Regions from separate parts of the Mus musculus genome. Here region 1 is linked to region 2. A link is a contact called in public Hi-C data. All regions are on one chromosome and are shown on one strand. Each heading gives the region's core, a stretch centred on a gene start, on an enhancer-like site or on the middle of the called end of the contact. The rest is flanking DNA. Distances are from core to core; before and after follow the strand shown.

What was found. Hi-C and Micro-C count contacts between places; a contact is called where the count stands out from the background.
Region 1: a contact with region 2 is called in a Hi-C map of cortical neurons, with 2.0 times the contacts expected there. The contact joins two enhancer-like sites. A contact is called at or near these places in 2 of 39 promoter capture datasets (hippocampal neurons and stem cell-derived epiblast-like cells), 1 of 15 datasets of contacts at CTCF or cohesin (large pre-B cells), 12 of 484 Hi-C or Micro-C datasets (the C10 cell line, the HL-1 cell line, the HPC-7 cell line and 6 more) and 2 of 115 datasets of contacts at active chromatin or transcription factors (embryonic basal ganglia and forebrain).

Annotation. Positions count from the first base shown.
Region 1 is chr9:56,725,536-56,729,858 of GRCm38.p6, reverse strand. It overlaps a transcript of Lingo1 not described here. Among named protein-coding and RNA genes, the nearest start is that of Gm31586, 69 kb to the left of the region's middle. Within about 2 kb of position 1,373, at least 22 of the 459 cell types and tissues checked have an H3K27ac peak or open chromatin away from gene starts, as enhancers often do. A contact at or near this core is called in cortical neurons, where this site is marked.
Region 2 is chr9:56,199,303-56,203,641 of GRCm38.p6, reverse strand. It overlaps Peak1 (pseudopodium-enriched atypical kinase 1), which reads left to right. Exons shown (of 7, transcript NM_172924.3): 7 at 1-2,516. Among named protein-coding and RNA genes, the nearest start is that of Peak1os, 40 kb to the left of the region's middle. Within about 2 kb of position 2,816, at least 17 of the 459 cell types and tissues checked have an H3K27ac peak or open chromatin away from gene starts, as enhancers often do. A contact at or near this core is called in cortical neurons, where this site is marked.

The DNA of each region.
Region 1 (4,323 bases), core at 124-2,623, 530 kb before region 2:
CCCACAGCACTCTGTAAGGCTTACTGTCTGCCTCTTTGCACATCGGCTGTAGAAGGCTGTTGTGGGCAGGGCTGGGTCTGCTCCCAGTTCAGAGGCTTCTAAAAGTATGTCCAGCCCCCTCATGCTTGCAGCACCTTTGGCCTCTCCGGGCTGGCATGGGGGCTTCAGCAAGGTTGGCTAGCTGGAGCAAACCTTCTCCTTGGACCAGTCAGTCACCCCTGTACCACAGCCCCTTCTGCCTGATTTAGGGCCCAAACCTCTCCCTGTCTCTGCCTCACCAGCCAGCTTCCTTCCTCTGAACCCAGGGCTCCTTGGAGCCCCTATGGCCTCTGATTCTGCTGAGGTCTTGGTAAATTTTTCAGGTCTGCATGGAGGCCCAAGTGCCTGCTTCTGGAAGCAGAGTAGCCTGAGCTTCCTGTACCTTCGGGCCTCCCTGATGCCTGTCCCCAGGAGGCTGCACCGGGAAGCTGGGGTGGGAAGGTACTTGCCTTCAGACTGCAAGGTCAGACTGGTTTCTTCCTGCCAGCAGGAGGCCCTAGGGAGAGAACAGGCCAGACCTTCCTGGGTGGCCAGACCTGCTGCTGCTTGTGGGGTTGCAGGGAATGTCTTGGAAGGAGATTTGGGTTATTTTTTTCCCTAGGCCCACATCCCTTTGCTTTTCCTGTATTTTTGATCTGAGGGGGCCAAAGATCAAGCTGGTCCAAGGGCAGAGAATTGGAAACCTGAGATATCCTTGGAGCTAAGGGCTACCAAGCAAGCATGGAGCTGTGTCTTGAAAGGTGCACAGGGTTTAACGAGGTCTACACAGAGAGCACGTGGGCCTTGGGTGCTAAGTAGATTGTGGATCTGGTCTCTTTCTGCTGGCCGAGAACACCAGATGAGGGACCCCATTTAGTAGCATGCTCCCCATAACATCCTTGCTCCTTTCCGGCCTGGTAGTCTCATTGTCCTTTGGCTCTCACTAGAAGGACACTTTCTACGGAAGGCCTTCCTTGATCGCTGCCATACCCTGGGGGCTCCCTGGCCTTTCCCGTAAAGCTCTTTCCAATATGTTCTCTACCTGTATGACCACTGACAGATGATTGCCTCTGTCACCAGGCTTTATAAGGTTCTTTAGGTCAGGAGACTCAGGGTTTGGTGGTCTCAGCCTCCAGCCTAGTGCTTGGCACAGAGTAGATGCTCACTAAACAGCTATGTGAAACTGAGTAGGACACCAAGCAAAAAGAGGTAGGACTGAGAGCTGCCCAGTGAGGTGTGCACGGTGCCCGGGTGCAGTGAGCCAGGCTCCTTTGTGTCATTAGGCAGCTCTTTAAAGAGCTGTTTGCAGGAACAAAAGCCACACAGCTGCCAGAACCCCAGTGGGTGGTTGGCCTGCTGAAGAGCAATGGACTGAGCCAACTTGTCACACACACACCCCAGGCAGGCTGGTGACCCTGGGGAGTGGAGCCAGCCATGAGCTGGGGGCTGTGGGAAGCAGGACCATTGGTGGGCCCAGTCCTGACCTCACCAAAATTATGTTTCAAACCTGCAAGAGAAAGGGGATATTTTTAACCTTGTTCCATGAAGGCATCCCAGGGGAGCAGGGAGGGAAAGGAGGCAGAAGCCAGGTTGGGGGAGGGGCCTAGAGCAGGGCTGGGGGCTTTCAGAGAGCCCCTGAGAACAGTGTTTCCCCCTTTGTCCCCAACCCTGTTAAATTTTTTAAAAGCTCCAAACAGCAAGAGGGACAGTGGAGTTCATTATATCGAGTTATCTCCTCCGTTTCAGGCGAAGATCAATCTTATGAGTCTTGCAGCTCCAAGGGGGAAGGGAAGAGAAGGAAAATGGGAGGCGAAGGAAAAAAACTCCCTGGACCAATTTCCGCTGGCTAACACGATTACCCGGCTGCCTGGCAGCAGCGCCAGCTGTTGGCAGGCATGCTGGCCCCCTGCCAGCCTCTCTCAGCTGCTGGCTGCCCCAGGGCTCCCTCCCGAGTGGGGTGGGTTGGCAGGTGTGAAAGCCCCACGTGCCCCTTGGTTGGGGCTGCTGAGCGTGGCATCCCAGAGATGCTGCAAGCCCCACTGGTACCTGTCAGTCCCCCACTGTCACAGAACAGCCTGTGCTCGGGGTCCTGCCCTGATGAGGGTGCCTTCCTGCTTCCCACGGGAGACTTTTCCTTCAGAGAGTTAAGTCGCTGATAGCTGGCTCCACTAATTTATTTATTCACTCAACAAACAAGTTTCTGAGGATTCACTTGGCAGCACACAGTTCACACAGAAGTTCAGAGGCGAACAAGGTATCTGTGGTCTGCATTGAGAAAGAGACAGACAAGGGACAGGGACACACATACCCAAGCAGGGCAAGGACAGGTGCAATATAAATGCTGTGAAGGTGTGAAGGTGAGTGGTTAGTATGCCCAGGCACTATACTTGCGGGCTGAGGGGAGGGAGGAGCTTTGCACCAGGAGTAAGATGTCTACAGCCTGAGGCTAGCCCACCTAACAATGGCCAGAGGCCACAGTGATTGGAAGGGGGTTCTGAGAGTGGGGCAAGCCCTGAAGGCGTTATGATGGGTTGCTGATACAGGCAGCCGCAGCATGTCCTGAGTCTGCCGTGGGCTTTGAATTGTTGTCCATAAGAGTTGCCCAATTCCAGCAGGGTGAGAGCAGAGTGGGACAGAGTGGGAGCTGAGTCCTCAGGGACTGGATGTGTTTTAGGAACAATGTCAGTGGCTGGTGATGGTTTGGGTGTGGGTGTGGGGTAAAGAGGAGTCAAGATGGAGGGAGATGTACTTTAGGGTTAAAAATGAAGTTCTGTGTTGGACGGGGCTTCTAGGAGGGCAATGACAAATCGGCTTCTAGTTCTGTAGCTGTGCTCAGGAGACCGGGGCTAGCACGAGGGAGCCAGAGGCAACTGTGTCAAAATCCCAGACCCGAGAAAACCAACCAAGGAGTGAGGGGTCAGGAGAGGGAAGAGGGCCTGTGAACACTGACCTCTGATGTTTGGAGTGAGAGTGACCAGAGGAGAGTAGTCCTGGGAGGCCAGAGATAAGTGTCTACATGTGGGAGAAGCCATCAGCTCATCGGATACCGTCCAAATCTTGCGGACCAGGGCATAGAGCATGACCATTGGTCTGACCAAACGGCTTTCTGAACATCTGTTATGATCATCTTGTGGAGTGGAGGGGATCGGAGCCTGGCTCCCGAGAGCGCTTCGATATACTAGTCAGGACGGCACTGAAGACAGAAAGAGCTGAGAGCTGAGCATCTTTTCCCTCCCTCCCTCCCTCCCTCCCTCCCTCCCTCCCTCCCTCCCTCCCTTCCTCCCTCCCTCTTTTCCTCCAGCTAACACTTCCTGCCATGATACTGTGCTAGACTGGACCTTGGGCTTAATCTCTCTGATTCTTAGGCTTTTGATTTTTTTTTTTCTTTCTGCAAAAAGGAGATGTCACCTCAGATGCCACTAGATCTCAGTGACTAAGACTCTCCCTGTGTAGCCAGGGCTGTTCTGGAACTCACTGTATAGACCAGGCTGGCCTTGAACTCACAGAGATCTACCTGCCTCTTCCTCCCAAGTGCTGGGATTAAAGACGTGAACCTGGCTGGAACTAATCTTGAGTAAAAGCTGTCATGGGGAATTAAATAACATGTCAGCCAAAATACGTGTTTGGAGGGCATTTGGCAACAATTAGAAAAATCTGGAGTGGGTATATGCTTTGACCTACTCTTAGGGAATGTGCCTAATGAAGTGCATTACACAAGGAAGCAGAATTCCCACCACCCAGTAGGTAATGTTTGAAACAGAGTTGGAACCCTCCAGGCAAACTTCTTTGGGGCTCCTAGTCATCTGGAGAGGGTGTGCCCCCTTGTGGAGGAGCACAGTATAGCTCGTATGGCACTTCCAGGCTCCAGACTCTGGGTGCTCTCTAACTAGGAGCCCTTGGGCAGCTCACCATTCAACACCCCGGTATCCTCAAGAGCAGTGGTTCTCAATCTTCTTAATGCTGCAACCCTTTAATACAGTTCCTTATGTTGCAGTGACTCTCAACCATAAAATTACTTTCATTGCTACTTCATAACTGTAATTTTGCTACTGTTAAGAATCATAATGTAAATATCTGATATTCACATGTCTGGTATGCAACCTCCAAAGGGCTTGCAGTGTACAGGTTGAGAACCCACTGCTCCAGAGAATGATGGGCTGAGTGTCCCCATGTCAATGAGGACCAGTGGGGTTAACACATGGCTCTCTTGGCCTGCCATCTGGTGTACACGTAGGCACTCAGTGAGCACAAGCAACAGTTGGTACTCTGTGAGGACATTTGTGGAAGAACACAGGATCCGGTGCA
Region 2 (4,339 bases), core at 1,567-4,066:
CCATTTCTGTTGAGAGTTTGAACAACTAAGCCCCACTGGAACTTTCCCTTAAGCCACATGGACAGTCTCTCTCTCGGCACATGTAGGTGCTAGAGAAACAGGACTGTGGCGAGAGCAGGCAAGAGCAAGAATCGCTGTCCCTCAGAGTGCCTTGTTAGCATAGTAACCTAGCCATGGAGAGAATAGCCCCCCGTGCCCCAGACAGCTCTTGGGGAATGCATGCAACCACGTAGTGTGCAAAAGATCACCATAAAGGACAGCAGCTGATGAGCAAATGAACAATCAAATAGACATGTGGAGTAGGCCATGAAGTTCCTGAAAATCACCAACCCCAGGGCCGAGTTAGATTGGAAGGCACACGGATAGCAGAGGGCTTCAGGGGTTGTTCTCAGGACATGGACTGGATAAGGTCATGGGGGAGTGAGTGCCCCTCACCGCTGGTGCTGAGGGCCAAGGAGAAACCCTCAAGAACTAGTCAGCGCAGCCTTCCTTCGTCATGCTAGAGGAGCCTTTTCTGCCTCTGAGCTCAGGGTGTTCATGAAGATGGGACTCTAAAGCTCTGGGAAGCCATGCCTCTAGGAGCAAAGCCTCAGCCATCAAAATCCCCATGCACAATCTTGAAGCCCACTCAGTAGTGGGTCATGCAAGCTTTCCAAGTTTGATTTATCCAGTATTGGGAAATCAGCAAATATTAGCTGGTAACCTACAGTGAGGATTTCCCAAAGCCTTTACCTAGAGTGATCTGAAAAGATGCAGGCTAGTCTCAGAAACTGGGATGGATTTAGGAAGCTTCATTATATTCTAAGTAATTCTAGGCTTATAAAGCATCCACACAGTGGGAAACAGGACAGAACTCGGCTCTCTGGGCCAGCTCTGGCATGCTTGTTATTTCTCTCACTAGTGGATAAGGATTGGGATTCTGGTCCAGCCTCGTAACTAAACAGAATGGCTGCCCATAAAACTGGGTTATTAGATTTACCTCATTGAAGCTCATTTTCTGAGAGACCCAAAGTGCTGCGCTGAGACAAACCCAAGTGCACCGAAGTCCATCCGCTCATGCTCACAGCGGTGCACAGGTGGGGACGCCATGGACCAAAGCCAATGCCCCAAGGGAAGTCAGAAGAGCCATAATGCAGGACCCTAGACAGGTTATACCAAAGAAAACAAGCCTTCCTCATCCTGCTGCTTCTCAGATGACGGGGTGAGCTGTGACAGATGCCAGAGGAAGGGTTTGCAAACATTCCATGGTCAAGGTGTTCAACGGGTAAGTCCATCCCCAAACCAGTAAAATAAAATAAAAAGAAGGGTTCTCTGTTAGTTAGTTTCACGCAGGCCGTTTGTACGTCAGAAGAAAAGGTGTAGGGAGCGGCAGCAGCCAGAGCAGATGGCAAAAAAAAAAAAATTCTCTGCTATCTTAAGAAGGAGCTTTTAACCGGCGCACTCTCACCACACCTGGCTAGTGCCAGACCTTATGCACGGGAGCACCGCATCTGTAATATCAAAGCTTGGGTTTATGGTGATTTTTTTTTTTCCTAAAAAGAGGTGCTGTCAAGAGATTTGTTTAAAGAACTCTTGGGAAATTTTCTTAACCCACTGTACCATTTTATGAACCTCCCCACAAAAATGACTCTCACTCAGCATCCCCATCATCTAACATGTAAGTACCCAGACTGTCTAAGGTGCTATACAGCTGTTACACACCTACCCCTGCAGCTGTTTTAAATTAGAGACTTCTGCATCAGCTGCCACTGGACGTTTTGCCCATGCAGATGGGCCACAGGGGTCTGCATTCTGAGCGTCCTTTATACATTCCCCCTTCAGCAGCCTCTATGTCTGTCCCTGTCCCTGCTTCCCATCCCATCTCACCCATCCCATGGTTTTTTAAATCAAGAAAGTTTCAGGGAATCAAAAGAGGTTGGGATTTTTTTTTAACCCAGCAGAATCGCAGAGTTATATATTTTGCTATGAACATTGTTGTGGTACAGAAAATCCACTTTGCCTGTTGGTTTGTGGCAAGTCTGTGTGTCTGCACTCTTGGTAACTTGAATGTCGAGCCAGCCCTATGGCTTCAATGTAGTGTTGTTGAAAGATTAAACCACACAGCTTCAGGAAGCCTACTCAAGTTGTTCCTTCCTTATTTCCCATCCCTGACCAGTTCTGGAGAGCGGTGTGTATAGACACTGGGCTGGGTTTTCTGTTCATGACACAGAGGGCATTTTGTTGGGAGGTGGAGGCAGAAGCAAGATGTCACCTGTCTCAGTGAATTGAATCATGACAGTCCTTATTCTAATATCACTAATTCTCCATGGCACTGCCCTCATTCTGCTTTGGGAAATCTTGTTTCTCTTCCTTCGGCCCTTTACCCATCTCCTCTCGTATTTTTACAATTGTATGAATCAATAACAGGTCCCTGTGTCACCAGTGGCGCCTCCCTTTGGTTTGCTGTGGTACTTTGCTGTGTATTCTGTGGCCTCACGTTACTGTGTAAATAAATTCTGTTTAATATACACTAAAAACCAGACTTGAAGTGCATGTCCTTCCGGTGGCTTGTCCATAGAGGCGTGCTGGCGTGGGTCTAACTGTAGATGCAGCTCTCGTATTCATTCCCAAGATGCCTTCCTGTTCTTAAAACAGGCTACAGTAGGTAGCTTTTCGCCAGCATGCCCTCTGCCCTCTGGACTCCATTTCTTACCGACAGACTCTTTTCTCTTCAGTGCCTCTGTAATTTGAGAAAAGGGGGGCTCCAAGAGCAAGTGGCTAACTCCTCAGGTTTGCTGGGTAAGATCGCCCCCTGGTGTCCAGACACTGCAGACTGCCTGGTTAGAGAGGCTTGGCGGCAGCTGATTTAACTGACTCCTCCAGCAGGAAGTCAGGCTGCGGAGACAAGCCTGTACACCATCATCTACAAAATCAGGCCTGCCCTTAAGGTACATTTGTCACAGGAGACATCCTTCCAGAGGCAGCCGACAGGTAACAAAAAAGGAGCCCATCTGGTTTAGGCAAAAAGACGGCAGTGAGCAGTGAAAAATGCTGCTAACATTTTTCTTAAGTTCTCTCAGAAAGGTAGTTTCCAGGCTTGGGTTTTATGTTGCTGAGGTACAAACTCCATATGAATGTGTACTCTAAGCGTGTTTCCTGCATCCAGGAGGAAGAGTTAACAAACTGACCAGATGTTGCCCAGGCTTTGCATACAGCCTGGGCTTGAGCAGTGTAGGTCACAGAGAATGTGGTACGATGATTGTGTAACTGCCCAACACTAGTGCTATATGAGTAGCCACTCTGGGGACTTAAAAGATTATGGGCTCTGGAGGTGTAGGCCAGTCATGGTTGGCTTAACCTGAGTTTAGGGAGACAAGGGTCAGCTAGAGGAGATGGACCCTTGTCATCAGCATTCCTGCAGAGTCACTTTTCAACCCATGCTATGGGGAAGCTGATTTCTTTCCTACCTGGAATACGCAAGTCTCTGCAGCCCTGCCACCCCTACATGTGCGCTCTCCCCAGCCCAACCAGGAGGCTTCCCTCTAAGTGAGACTGCATTCCTCCAGGGAAGGAGTTTCATTAGCACCTTAGGAGCCAAGAGCAGCAGTTGGCAGATCACAAGTTGTCATTAAAGGCAGCTCACAGCAATTATGGCTAAAACTTAAAAATTGAATTTCACACTGGGCAAGGCTTGAAGAGGGGCTGGTTGCTAAGCTCCAACTCAAATGTGCAAAACACTTTTAAGAGCAAACAGGTTGTCTGAGTATGACAGGGATTTCAGTACCAGATAACCCTCTCTATGTGTACCCTCAGTCCAGTAATTGATGGTTCCTGTGTCCTCTGGAAGCCACTGAAGCCTCTGAAAGCTGCTGGAAAGCATGGGGACCTTTAGTCTCCGCCTAAGAACCAGGGGATCAGGAATGAAAAAATGACCCCAGAGTGAAGAATGATCTCCAGTTAACACTGTTCATATTGTTCTTGTGCGGGACCAGAGTTAGGTACCCAGTGCCCATGTCAGGTAGTTCACAACTGCCTGGAACTCCATCTCCCAGTGCCCACACACACAGACATATATAGCACATAATTTTAAAATAAAAGCTTCAGGATAACATGGCTATAACACAATGAGAATAACATTTATCTTTTAAAATAGCAAAACTGGAGGCCTCTGGGAAATCTATAAGCAAAGCATCTAGGAACCTCTAGAGAGGAAGGAAATTCACCTGTGGAGGCAGGGCACAGTACAGGGGCCTCCTATATGTCAGTCCCCACCACCCACTGCTAATCCAGGCTTGAGCCAGAATCAAAGGGAGAGCCAAAACCTCCAGGCAGTGCTGGAGAGATGAATATGGGTTAAGAG